Linked DNA regions of Mus musculus: region 2 is linked to region 1. A link is a contact called in public promoter capture Hi-C data. All regions are on one chromosome and are shown on one strand. The core of a region is the stretch at or near the end of the contact, and the rest is flanking DNA. Distances in the headings are between cores, read along the strand shown.

The links. Promoter capture Hi-C pulls out the DNA fragments that hold promoters and counts their contacts.
Region 2: a contact with region 1 is called in a promoter capture Hi-C map of trophoblast stem cells, with 2.6 times the contacts expected there. A contact is called at or near these places in 9 of 39 promoter capture datasets (the C10 cell line, the HPC-7 cell line, hippocampal neurons and 5 more), 10 of 484 Hi-C or Micro-C datasets (CD4 T cells, the HPC-5 cell line, bone marrow-derived macrophages and 5 more) and 2 of 9 other capture datasets (adipose tissue and liver).

The regions. Positions count from the first base shown.
Region 1 is chr19:24,957,604-24,964,742 of GRCm38.p6, reverse strand. Cbwd1 (COBW domain containing 1) reads left to right here and starts at 3,127. Exons shown (of 15, transcript NM_146097.3): 1 at 3,127-3,359; 2 at 6,753-6,839. The coding sequence starts at 3,212.
Region 2 is chr19:25,197,007-25,204,145 of GRCm38.p6, reverse strand. It overlaps Dock8 (dedicator of cytokinesis 8), which reads right to left. Exons shown (of 48, transcript NM_028785.3): 47 at 3,602-3,772; 48 at 1,714-3,159. The coding sequence ends at 3,099. Among named protein-coding and RNA genes, the nearest start is that of Gm24252, 34 kb to the right of the region's middle.

The DNA.
Region 1 (7,139 bases), core at 1,878-4,377:
TAGATGGAGGGAGCTAGGTGGGAGAGAGGATGGGGTGGGGGAATTGGAGGAGTTTTCAGGATCTGGTGTGGGGAGATTCAGGGGAAATGGCCAGATGGCCATGAGAATGAATGGAAATCTGCAGCTGGTGTGGGTGTGGGTGTGGGTGTAGTGGGCACCTCGAGGACATTCCAGAGAACTGAGATAGGGGAGACTCCCAAAATCTATAGGGGTGGCTTTAGCTGAGACTCACCACAGTGAGTATATGGAACTTGAGTAAGCCACCTCCTGTGGCCAGGCAGGAACCCCAATGGTGCCGTAGGGACACCAAACCACCGACAAAATTTTCCACCCAAAATTTATCTTGCATACAAGAAAAATGGAGCAGAGACTGAGGGAATGGCCAACCAATGACTGGTTCAACTAGAGATCCATCCCATGGGCAAGCACTATTGATATTCTGCTGTGCTTGCAGACAGGAGTCTAGCATGGCTGTCCTGTGAGAGGCTCCACTTGGCAGCTAACTCACACAAATGCAGAGATCCACAGCCAAATAGTGGGTGGAGCTTGGGGACTCTTATGGAAGAATAGGTGCAAGGATTGCAATCCTGAAGGGGATAGGAACTCCATAGGAAGACCTACAGATGCAACTAACCTGGACTCTTGGGAATCTCAGGCAGAAGAGTATACACAGGCTGGACCAAGGCCCACTCTTCCATGTGCAGCTTGGTCATCACGTGGGTCTTGAACAACTGGAACAGGGGCTATCCCAAAAGCTGTTGCCTGTCTCTGGGATATGTTCTACTAGCTGGGCTGCCCTGCCTGGCCTCAGTAGGAGAAGAAGTACCTAAACCCTGCAGAGGCAATGTGCAGGGTTAGGGAGATACCCGGGGAGGTGGGGGGGGGGGGGGCGGGGAGGAGGCGGGAAGGGCTTTACCTCTCTCTCAAAGGAGAAGGGGAGGAGGGATGGGGGAAGGATTGTGGGAGGCGTGAGCGGGAGGAGGGACAGCCATGTAAAGTGAACAAATTTAAATATAAACAAAGCAAAAAGAAAGAAAAAAAGAGAAAGGAAGAGAGAGAGAGAGAGAGAGAGAAAGAAAGAAAGAAAGAAAGAAAGAAAGAAAGAAAGAAAGAAAGAAAGAAAGAAGGAAAGAAGGAAAGAAGAAAAGAGGAGGAAAAAGCCCTTGCTTTTCTGAAATTCTGCTCAGTGACTAAAGTGAGAAAAGAAAATGACAACTCCATAGATTCAATGGATAATTATTTTATTGGAAAGAGATATGCAAAAAGACTAAAGGAACAATTTTACCAAGTTATAAGTCTTATGTTTGCACCTGAGGTTAGAACTTTAAACTGCTAAAATTATCAATTCTCTGGGGAAAAACAAAAAACAACAAAAAAACTGGCCTAGCATCTGAGCACATGATTGCCTTTACCTAAAATAGTAGTTAAGGGATAAAACTCAATATAACATTAACTAATCTAATGTGCACAAGTCAATGTTTTCCAGTGGATTCAGAGTTCTTTTTACCATAATGATAATCACATTTAGAACATTTTTATTACCATAAAAATACATGGTGCCCACTAGCAGGGACTATTAAACCCCTAGTCCTTAGGAGTCACTAAGCTGTTTTCTGTATCTCTAGATTTGCCTGTCATGGACATTCTTCTATATTAATGGACTTGCATAATGTATAGTTTTTATGAATGGATTTATTTTTAGCACATCTTTGAGATATGCTTATCTGGTAGCAGGTAGCCAGTACTTTGTACCTGTTTTTCACCAATTAATTTTTCCAGTCTGGATATGTGGCATTTTGTTTGTCTATCAGTTGATGGGTGTTTAGAGTACATTGAACACCCAATGTATATAACTTATTAAAACCTCATTTTGAGGGGCTGGAGAGAGAGCTCAGCATTTAAGAGCACTGACTGCTCTTCTAGAGGTCCTGAGTTCAATTCCCAGCAACCATATGGTCGTTCACAGCCATCTGTAATGGGATCTGATGCCCACAGAGCAATGCTTGCTAGCCCCTCTTAAAGCCTGAAATTAAACATGGTCAAAACACATAAAAAGATGCTCAGTTTTGTTCAAATCCAAAGAAATACAACTGATGATCACATTGAGGTACTATTTTGTATTTAATTGGGAAAAAAATTCATGTCTGCTAATATTGACATTACACCAATATGATCTCTTACATTGTTGGGAAAATGTATGACTGTCTCAAAATGAAACAAAACAGCAACACCTGAAAACAATTGACAGGAAATTCAGTAGTGAAGCTGGAAATCCAGCAAACCCCAAGAGAGTATACATTGAATGGTACTCTTTTTTATGAAATTGAAAAACAAACAATGGTCAATGTTATTTATGTGCGTGTGTATAAGGACAAACCATAACAAACACATAAAGGAATGTTCAGTATTCCCAAGAAGATTCATGATTATAGTTAGTATTCTAGGCTGGGGTAGAAGAGATGCAATTTAATGTTTTTGGGTTAGGGTACTATCAAGGAATCCACTATAAACACACACAAAGGAGTCCAGAGACTAATGAGAATATTATGAACCAATAAATACAATTATTGATCTGAGTTTACCTTATGTCCAAGTAAAGGAGAAAGAAAAATAAATAAAACTATTACATTGTAAAAGATGAGATAGCTATAATACATAATTATCATTGTAGAATAATTATAATATATAGCATGACTTCACAATTACTCTTTTCCTTGTGAATGAAAGAGATGGACTTCATGAGAATAAAAAAAAAATGGCAACTTGAAAAATGTCTGTCCTGTGGTGAAGCTGCCCAAGCCTAATAGGTGTTGCCTCAGCCCAAGCAACAGACAGTGGCTAACAGCTGGAGCCCACTACAGCTTCGAGGCAAGGGAGCTCCTAGCGTCCTAACAGCAAAGTGCAGTTTGGCCCACGGGCAGAGGGCACGCCCCTAGAGCGTGCTTCACACCCGGGGGGTGTGTCCCTCTCTATAAGGGGCGTGTCCACTGTGCGTGGGGGTGTATCTATCTCTGCGTAGGGGCGTGCCTCCCCCGGGAAGGCGTGTCTAGTTTGAATAGTGGCGTAGCTGGAGGGCGGGCTGGTTCCTCAGAGGCCTGCTCCGCGACGCGTTGTGGTGACATCATCAGCCCCGCGCCGACTGAATCCTGTCGCGGAAACGCGACTGGCGGCAGCTCTTTAGTTCTGGAGTCACTGGTGTCCTGCTGGCGGCATGTTACCTGCTGTGAAAACTGTGGAGGCGGAAGAAGAGTACGCGGAGGATTGTCCTGAATTGGTCCCCATTGAGACCAAGAACCAAGAAGAGGAAAATCTTGACTTCATCACTAAGATTCCAGTCACAATTGTCACCGGGTACTTAGGTAATTAAGGGGGGCTGCCGTGTCTCCTCAGGCACCCGGGCCTCCTGGCCGAGGACGAATCTTCGAGGTAGGGGCTGGGGCCTCTCTTCTAGCATTTTCAAAGGTAGTTTTGAAACTCAGACTCACCTAATGTTATGGTCTCTTGATTAAGTTGTCTTTCATTTGTGAAGCTCATCTCCCCTCAGTTTAGAGTAGAAATAATAAAGTCATCTGAGTTTTCTCATTAAAAAACAGAAAAACAAAAAACCAAAGCAAAACAAAGCCAAATGGTCTATTGTTATTAAAGGATGCCCTGGTCAAGGAAAAAAAAAAAAAAAGAAAGAAAAAGAAAACAAAGATGCCGACTGTAGATTGCCTGACACCTTGCTTAGTGGATTCCATTTCACAGGAACCAAACTCTTCCAGCCATTAGTGACAAGTCCTAAACTGTGCCCTCCCCTTTTGAGGTCCGCTTGGAAAGCACTGTTAAGAGATTGATTTAGAGTAAGACCTTTGTTTTGGGAACTTTCCTAAGCTGGGGGTCTTGAGGGTGCACCTCGGGGGTGTGGTCCTTGGAAAACACAGATTTGTGAAACACGGTGCAGTTTTCTGAAGATCAGTCCACGTGCTTATTTTTTGTTGGAAATGTCTAGATATCCTTTTAAAGCATTACAGTTAACAGCAACAACAAGTAAGTGGCTGAAAATGTGGACAAATAAAAATTGTGGAAAAAATATGAATCAAGTGGTACTCTCATTCCTGTGTGTTGCAACAGACAAGTTGAATCTCGGTGCACCCTTTAGATACAACAAAGAAATCACTGTTGTCTCCACACCACCAGGTTTTGTTTGTTTGTTTGTTTGTTTGTTTGTTTTTCCCCTTCTAGAGTCAGACCAAGGATATTCTAGATTTTACTTGGGCTTCATTTTTATAAAGGAATAACGTTTTGGATTCAGATGCTATTCTATAGAATCAGAGCAAATTTCCTGGTCCAAAGAACATACTTCAGAGTTGGCCCTTGGCCTTTCTGCATTTGGCTTACTGATAGATGAAAGGGACAATACAGGTAATGGCCTGAAGCTCTGAGATCAGGACTAACTCCACCAACCTCCTTGTTCCTGACTGAACCTAGGGGACAGCTGGCCTCCTGTGTCTTTTTTTAAATTTTGATATACCGGGAACACTGTTCCACTAGCCTCCACATTTTCGTTGTTTTTCAACCTATTTCTCTGGCTTCCATCCTTCAGATTCACTTCTGTATAGTTTTTAGTTTAATGTCTTACAGGCATTTCCATACTTAACATGTCCAACACTCTGGACACTAATAATTTCTCAAATCCTGCTCCTGAGATTCCCAACCATCTGCAACACTAACAATATTTCCTCCTAACTCTGGTAGTCCTGAGTCTCCCTGCTCCTTAATATATCTTGGTGCTAGCCCTACCTTTCACCAAAGTGTTGCTTGATTGTCACATCCTTTAGTGGGTTCTACTTGGGTGAAAACTTAAGTTCCTTAGCAGGAATTCAAGGACTTCTATGATCTGGTTCCTTCCTAACCCTCTAGCCTGTCAGATGGCCCAACATATTGAATTTACTTCTTAAGTGGTTTCAGCCTTCCTAATGCTGTAACTCTTTAATATAGTCCCTCATGTTCTGGTTAACACCCCCCCCCCACACACACACACACCATAAATTATTTTTGTTGCTACTTCATAACTAATTTTGCTAATGTTACAAATTATAATATAAATATCTGATTTGTAGGATAGTCTTAAGTGACTCCTGAAAATCATTTGACCCCACCAAAGGGGTCAGGACACAAAGGTTGAGAACCGCTATCTTATAGGTACTGCTTGGAATACTTCTTCCTGTAACTACTCCACCTAGCTCGCCCTTTTAAGTTTTCCATAGCATTTTGTATGTCTCCTATTAAATGATCAACCTGCAACAAAATAACTTTCTAATTTGTTTCTAGCTCCTCCACCATCTTCCCCTACTTAACATTTTTAAGGTCCATGGAGGCAGAAACTTCAATTGGGTGCATGCTAGATACTTTTGAATGAATGTGAATTATACTGCAATGTCTTTTTCTTCATAATGTGGTTAATTATTAAGCCCTAAAAGTTCTCCAGAGAAAATCTCTTATATCCATGGCTTTCAACTTTCCCATTGGCCTGTACATAATTATGTTCAAGGCCTCCTGTTTTAAAAATTTCCTCATTGTTCTGTGTTCTTAGATCTGTCTCTCCTGCACGTCACCCAGTTACATTGAGCTTTCTAAAGTATCTTAAAGTATCTCTTCAAAAACTTTTAAAATGAGTATGACCTAAAGTATTGAAGATATTAGTACCTTGTTATTTCCTTACTATCTCCTGGTTATACCCTATGAAATTTGCAAATGTATTTTAGTAGATGTGCAAACTATGTGTAAAAACATTTTAGCATTATTGCTTGTAACAGTGAAATATTGAGGACAACCGTAATGGCTACCTACATAAAAATGAATGATTTATTCCAATAATTGAACTGCTGTGCAGCTAAGATATTGTTTAAAGGTATTTTTTTAAAAACGTATTTCATTATGAACTTGAGAATTTTTGGTTCACAAGATTATGTTTTTCTTCTGCTTGAGATGAACAAACTAGGTTTGTTACGCCACCTGCTGGATAAAGTTAGTGTAGTCTTAGGAATTTCTCTACTGATAGTCTGTTGTGTATACTTACTACCTCTGTACTCTGTTTCATAAAATCAGTGTTATAGTAATAGACTGCTTGAGCATACTAAAAGTAGCTATATAGTCAACCTGAATTTATAGCTAGTTTGTGGTTGTTGAAATAGGTTGAATAAGTTTAGAGAAATAACTATTAAGAAAGCATCATGAAAGAAATCGACATTTTTTTTAAAATAGGTGACTTTTCTTAGAAGTTATAATTCATTAAGTTTTTATTGAATATAAAATTTAAACAACCTTTATTGCTGTATAAATTATGAAGATATTATTTTAGTCATATTAAGTTAGAAAACTGACTCAACTTGTAAGATTGTTTATAATTACTTACATATATAAGTAATAATTTCAAAGTTTTCAAAGATTTTTAAAATTTCTTCTCTAAAGCCCTCTGTTCTGATTTTAAGTAAAGAAAAATGGCACATAAATTTTTGTTTTTGTTTTGTTTTTTTGGTTTTTTGAGACAGGGTTTCTCTGTGTAGCCCTGGCTGTCCTGGAACTCACTCTGTAGACCAGGCTGGCCTGGAACTCAGAAATCCGCCTGCCTCTGCCTCCCAAGTGCTGGGATTAAAGGCGTGCGCCACCACTGCCCGGCTACATAAATTCTTAGAAACACTAAGATATTTTACATTTTTTGTTTTCTCAAAATTAGTCTTTGACCTTTATTGCTTTAATATATTATATAGGTGCTGGAAAGACAACACTTCTGAACTACATTTTGACAGAACAACATAATAGAAAAATAGCAGTGATTTTAAATGAATTTGGAGAAGGTAAGTGAAGCTTAATGACTGTTATGTTGCAGTAATGTTTGGGACCCTTTATTTTACTGCTAGATTGATGCTCTGTACTTAAAGATAAGATTGGATGGTATTACGATATGAAGCCACTCTGAATAGTTATCAGAAAAATAGGATTAATTTTTATTAACCTAGCCTGGAGTTTGTAGTGTAGTGGCAAAAGACAACAAGAGAGACCCTGCCTCCAGCAGGTGAGAACCAAACTCTAAAAGTTTGACCTCCACACATAGTCCATCTGCATCAAACATGACACCCCCCCCACACACAAATAAG
Region 2 (7,139 bases), core at 2,451-4,950, 240 kb before region 1:
TACTGAACCAGTGTACGGAACGAGCCAATAAATTCTAATACCCACTTTTGTTGTTTGCGACAGGGTCTGACTACATGGCTCTGGCTGGCTTAGAACTCACAGAGATCCACCTGCATCTGCCTCCTAAGTGCCAGGATGAAAGGAACGCTAGACTCTGCCCAGCTCTAAAACAAATTTTTTTGAAAATATCTATTTGAAATCTTCTGTTCCTTAATAAAGATTACCAAGGCAGATATATCCTTAGCCCAGGAGTCCATGTGGCATTCTGTAGTATCCATCCCCTGACTCCTAAAACTAGTTGTAGATATTCCTTGGTGTTGGTCACCTTTGTATTCTGGGAGGGACTAGCCATCTTGAGCAGCAAGTAGCTTTACCTTTTTCCCAGGCAGGTGACAAATATGTGTACCGTTGTGATTTTAAAATACGTTTAGAAGTTTTTTTTTTTTTAAAGATTTATTTATTTATTATATGTAAGTACACTGTAGCTGTCTTCAGACACTCCAGAAGAGGGAGTCAGATCTTGTTACGGATGGTTGTGAGCCACCATGTGGTTGCTGGGATTTGAACTCTGGACCATCGGAAGAGCAGTCGGGTGCTCTAACCCACTGAGCCATCTCACCAGCCCTAGAAGTTTTTTTTAATGTTTAAAAAAAAATTAAATTCTTTGACATGGGGTGCGTGGGATGGCTCAGAGGTTAAGTGCATGTGCTGCTCCTGCAGAGGACCTGGGGTGGTTTCGCCGTGCTCACACGGTAACTCCCAACCTCCTGGAAATCCAGCTGCAGGGGAACCTGATGCTGTACTCACGTGAACCTGTGCTCCTCTTACACACACGTATTTGAAAGCCAAGGTTAAAACCCTTTGCCACGCCCCACTGAGGAGGCAGAGGTGAGCCGCTTTCTCCTTGATGTCAGCTGAGCTTGACTGGGGGCGTGTGACTTCATCATAAAAGACAGTCCTGTTTTTGCCTTTCAGTGCACATGTTCCTGAAGGAAATCAACTCCATAAAAATGGTCAAGTCCCCTAGGGAAAAAAAACGAGAGGGAGAAAAACCAAGGCCACCGGCCGTAAGCAGCCTCAGCTTTCCAGAGCTATGAAAGAGCCAAGAGTTCGCTCAGGTGAGAGCTACAGTGGCCAAGCTCTTGAACACACCACATGCAAAACACCACGACTGCTCCCAGAGTGCCCAGCTTGGGAGCTGGTTACTAATCCCAGTCAGGTATGTACAAGTGTTCACACTCATTTATATCCTTAGGTGCGGTGACATGTGTCCCCTGAAGGAGGGAGAATGAAACAAATCAGGGGATTCCATCTGAGTTTTTCTTTAGGGCAGTGGTTCTCAACCTGTGGGTGGAGAACCCTTTGTGGGTCGACAGACCCTTTCAAAGGGATCATGTATCAGATATCTTGCATATCAGCTATTTAAAATTCATTACAGTAGCAAAATTACAGCTATGAAGTATCGACAAAATGGTTGGGGGTCGCCACAACATGAGGAACTGTGTTAAAGGGTCACAACATTAGAAAGATTGAGAGCAGCTATTCTAGGGCTTGCCCAAAACAAAAGGGCTTTCATGTATGGCCAGGATTCTTGTTTGAGAAGATACCTGATTTATGTCATGCCAAGGTATGTTTAAAGTGCCCCACTCCTAACTCCATTTCCCTAGAATACACACTCAGATCAAGGGCCAATCAAGGTCTTTGTTTATGCTAGTTTAAATAAGTGCAGCCAGCAAGCCATTTATTTTTTCCAACATCTTCCTTCAGAATAAGGTCACTCATGCCCAATGGTATGTGTGAACATTTCAGTACTGACAACTGAGAACTCTGTTCCAACCAGAAGGATTAGGACATTGCACTAGGGCCACTCTGGAGGGCACTGCTTGACTAAGGCCAGTCCTACCAGGGTCTCTGAAGCTTCACAGCACTTTGAGTTGTCAAAGTCACAAACAGCAGTGGCACAGGGAAGCATTTTGCAATTTATTTATTTATTTATTTATTTGTTTGTTTATTTATTTATTTATTTATTTATGAGACATGGTCTCATTGTGTAATCTGGCTGTCCTGGAACTCGCTCTGTAGACCAGGCTGGCCTTAAACTCAGAGATCCACCTGTCTCTGTCTTCTGAGTGCTGGGACTAAAGGCGTGCATTGTCACCCCACTTGCTTATCATTCTTATTCTGTCTTTAGCATTAGGTAAGGTCATGAGTTGTATGAAAATATATAATTTAATTCTCAAACCATAGGTTTCTTTCCCTCTTCCAAGTTCACTGTAAAAACAATCCAAAGCATATATCCCTGTAGCACACAGAGGACACAATGTTCTGAAATGAATGTCTTGTAGAAAAATGACCTTATCCCGGAGAAAAAGGAGGCAGTGAGAGCAAGTGTACAGGGAACCGGCAAGATGTCCTAGGAGAACTGCTCCCGCTCTGGGGCATGTGCTGTCAGTGCTGTGTGGCCGGGCGACCTGGACTGTCTGTCTCGTACAACTGTCCCCTGCGTAGAGGTGGACTCACTCAGCTTAACAGAAGCAACAATGCAGCAATAACTAGACGGCACATAGTCCGGCAGCTCAGGAGAGGTGTGGAGCGCTCCATCTATTTCCTGTAAGACTTTTTCTCACAGATATATTGGAAAATGGTTCACTCTTCTGGAGTTTTATCTTTTCTTCTCACCAAAGGGATGAGTGAAATTCACTCGGAATAGGTTGCTGGACAGTGTTCCACTCTTCTGTCCACAATTTGAGTTTATCTTAGGAATTCAAACATAGGTCAGAAGAAGTCACTTTCTGGGAGGCCTGTGACCAGCCAAGCCACTCAGCAGAAACAGCTTAGGCCTTCCTTCTACAGCACTGTGAAAAATACTTTAATAAATACAATTATCCCCTGATTTACCCACCCCACCCCAACCCCTGACATGGTCAAGATAGTCCACAATACACTTGGGTATCATTCTGTGGTCATAGACCCCCCAAGTTTCCAGAGCACTGGCTGGGCAGGGACTGTGGAGTCAGTCTTGGGTGGCTGCTGTGGACGTACCAGCGAGTCCTTCCAGGTAGTGGGGCCCCAGTCGTCACCGGCAAAGGTGGCTTTTTTCAGCTGCCCTGTGACAACTGGGTTTCACATTTCCTGAAACTAGATCTGTGGAAAGAGTCCCTGAAATTAAGGAGAGAGAGAGAGAGAGAGAGAACAGAAGGATTGGTTAGCCTTTTAAAGAGACTGCTGTTTTAAAGAGACGGTTGGGAGAAAATTATGAACCAGAAAGCTATTGGTCCTGGGGAACTTAGTAAATAAAAGAAGACCTGAGACCCATTCCTGTTGTTCACCCCTGCCCCTCCAGCCCCCTACACATCTACACACACACCAGCTACACTGGATGGACTTGGGAATTCGCTGGCACAAGGCCAACAAGAAGGGGCTTGGTGAGTTCAGGGAAAGGTTTGGACTGAATGCAGACCACAGACTGGCTGGAGGCTGGACTCCAGCCCCAGTCCACCCTGGGCTGTCTGCTTTGTGCATGAGCAGCCGAGCAAGCTGGATTTGTGGTGCCCCCATGATCTCTGATGCCCAGGAAGAGGCTACACTGGCCCCTCCTTACCTCTTCTGACTGTCAACTCTGAATATGGGCTTGTAGAGCTCTGGGATTTTCCGCTCAATCATGGGCCTGAGGCTGTCTCTCAGCTTGTTGTAGTTCTTCTTCAGCTCCTGCTGGTACTCCCGCTGCTCTGCGGTGATGAGTCGCCTGTTCTTCTCCACGGCCTCTCCGCATCTGAGGGAGAGAGAGGCGGTTGCAGGTCCTCAGTGTTTGTGCTTTAGTGACTGGAAAACAGTCACAGTAAGTCTGCTTCTTGTCTAAGTGTCTCCCTAAGGCACAGTGCTGACGAAGCACCGGCTGTCAGCTGGATGGGGATTGACTGGGGATGTGATTGCGTCATGAGGCTCTGGAACTCATTCACAGACTAGTCCTTTGATAGGGTCCTAGTCTGATAGGCACTTGGGACAAAACGGGGAAGGAGTCCTTGAGATGAGTACATCTTGTCTGCAGCCTCATCATCATCTGGCCACTGTGAGATGAACAGCTTCCTGGAAAGCAAGCTTCCAACCATACTGCTCTGCCTTCTTGCAGGCTGGATCCACTTGGTCATAGACTGAAATCCCAGAAACCGTGAGCCAAATAAACCTGTACTCCTAGCAGGTTTTTCTGTTCACCACGATGTAAAGTTTAGAACCACAAACTCTAGTATATATATAAATGTGTGTGTGTGAACATATATGCATGTGCCTGTAATAGTACTCACAGATTAAAGGAGGACATGGGGTAGGCCCCTCTATTACATCTGCCTTATCTCTTTGAGCAAGGTCTCTTGCTAAGCCTGGGGCTTATGATTTTTGCCGTGGCAGTCCAGCAAACCTTAGAGATACCAATCTTTCAGTCTCCCCTTTCCTCCTCGCTGGGATTATGGGAAGGTGTGGGACCATATCCTGCTTGTTACAGGAGTGCTGGGATCTGAACTCAGGTCCTTATGTCTGTGCAGCAAGTGTACTTACCCACTGAGCCATCACTACAGCCCCACTAAGAGTGTTTTCAACCCTGATGGATTATCAGATCCCCCATAGAGCTTTCAAGACACAGACTGTTAGGCCCTGCGTCAGAGTCAGAACTGTGGGGTTCTCTCTAAAGCCCGGGCATTCAGCTTAGAGCCTTGAAGAAAGCTAACTTACTTGGGCAAATGGGCTTAGAAAAATGCTGCCCCAAGAGGTGGAATACAAACTTGCTATGAGCACAAGGCCTTTAATGAAAAAGTTATTTTGCAGGATTGCAATCTGAAGCTCGTACCACACAAGGCATTAAACTAAGAAGTCCTAAGGCATCAGGAACCTATAGAAAGTCCCCCCCTCACTTTGTTAGGGTGCATGGCCACCCACAGGAGGGTGATTCCTGCCTAAGGTGAGTTTGTGAGAGAAATGACAAGCCCAAACTTACAGATTTAAAAAATGAGGAAAGTGCTGGGTGAGAGAGAGAGAGAGAGAGAGAGAGAGAGAGAGAGAGAGAGAGAGAAGCTGTAAGCTGGGTGTGGCATGTGTCTTTAATCCTAGCACTGGGGAGGGAGAGGCAGGCAGGTCTACACAGGGAGACCCCTGCTCCCCAACCCCCCAAGAGAAAAGGAATTAGAGATTACAGAACAAAGTAAGAAAAAAAACAAAACAAAACAAAACGAGTAAGGGTGGCCAGAGAACCCCTGTATCAGAACAACTCATCAAACAGCAACAGAGGAGAGACGAAGAGAAATCAACAGACAGGTTAAGGTAGACACCACTGGGGAAACAATAAGAATGGTAAGGATAACTGTCCAGAACTGAAAACAGGGCTGACTGCCCCACTGTGGCGGAACTCTAGTGTTAACACAGACAAATCCTCAACCCCCGTGGTTCTCTGACTTTCGGGACCAAATAACTGCAGCTGTTCTGAGTCAGCCTCAGCTCCAGAAATCCTCCCTCCATAACTGTTCCTCCAGGCACAGGGCACGGGGACAGAGAGTGTGTCCAAGGGAGTGGGGTGGGGTGAGGCAGAGGAAGGGCAGAGACGATCACTACACCAAGGTTATAGTTTTCTTGTTAGTCACTACAGGTGAGATGAGGAAGGCCAAAGAGCTGTGCTCATGCCCATGAGAAAGTGTGTGTGTGTGTGTGTGTGTGTGTGTGCATAAGCAGCTACACCTGGCTCAAATTTCTTCTTAGCGCCCTTAACTTAGCTATCCTTAGTGTGTTACAGGAGACCCAAGGTCACAGGGGTCATCCCTTGTTAACCTGATTCCTAGAAGCCTCTGTCATTTAACACTGTCTCCCCGGAAAGCATCCAGATCTGTTTCCACAGACACCATGCACACTGACCCAAACCCTCTTAAAAACCACCAACGTCACACATTACTGTCTGCCTCTGAGCCAGCATATACACTGCTGGGACAGTAGCCACACAGTCTTGTAAAAGTGCCTGTAATATGGCTGTCTCTAATTCAAATACAAAAAATAAAATTTAAGACACTGAATCCTTCTAAAAATTATTTTTATTTTATTTTACTTAACCTTTTAAAATCATCTATTGTTAATTGTGTGTGTGTGTGTGTGTGTACACGTGTGTGCTTGCTTATGTATACACATGACTGCAAGTGCCTGAAGAGGCCAGAGGGGTTGGATCTCTCTGGAGCAGGCTTTGCCCTGCCTCCCCAGTGCTAGGATTAAAGGCACATGTCACATCTGGCTTATGGCTTCTCTCTCTTTCTAACTCAGCACTTTCCTCATTTTTTTTTTAATCTGTAAGTTTGGTTTGCCGTTTCTCTCATAAGCTCATCGTAGGCAGGAATTGCTCCCTGTGTGGGTGGCTGTGCCCCCTAAGAAAGTGTGTCCTTAGAGTGGCAGGCAGTTGTGAGCTACCTAGTATGGGTGCTGGGAGCCAAACTCAGGTTCCTTGAAAAAAAACAGTACACACATTTAACTGCAGAACCATTTTTTCAGCACCGCCCCCCATCACTTAATACTTATAATTTGTTAACTGTATTTGTATGTGTGGTGTGTATGCACATGTGGACGCAGGTACATGTGTAGAAGCCAGAGGAAGACATCAGGATTTTTCTTGAGGCAGGGTCTCTTAACTGACCCTGGAACTAGGCTGGTGACCAGCAAACCCCAGCCATTGCCCCATCCACCCCTCTGCTGGGGGTCACCGGTGCATGCACAGCGACATTAAGGTTTATATGTAGGTAGCAGGGATTTGAACTCAAGTCCTCAGACTTGCACAATGCATGCTCTTATCCACTGAGCTATTTCCCAAGCCCCAAGTCTCTGCAGGAGTGAGAGCAATCAGATTAAGTGAGGGAAAACACAGAACCGACTGCAGTGCCTCTGACGGTCTAGTGAGTCTGGGAGAGGAGGGAGGAGACACTTGTCCATCTGCGGTTATGAACCTTTCAGGCATTTCCTCTTAGGAAAAGGCAGAGAAGGCCTTGTCCTCTCTTGGCAGCCATCAGAAGAGTGCTAAGAGTCTAGGAGTGCTGACTGCTGCATGCCAGGCTACAGCTGAGTCCAAAGCCGCTGTCCTGGTGCAGGAGAAGCCACTACAGACTTGGCCAGGGCTGTGT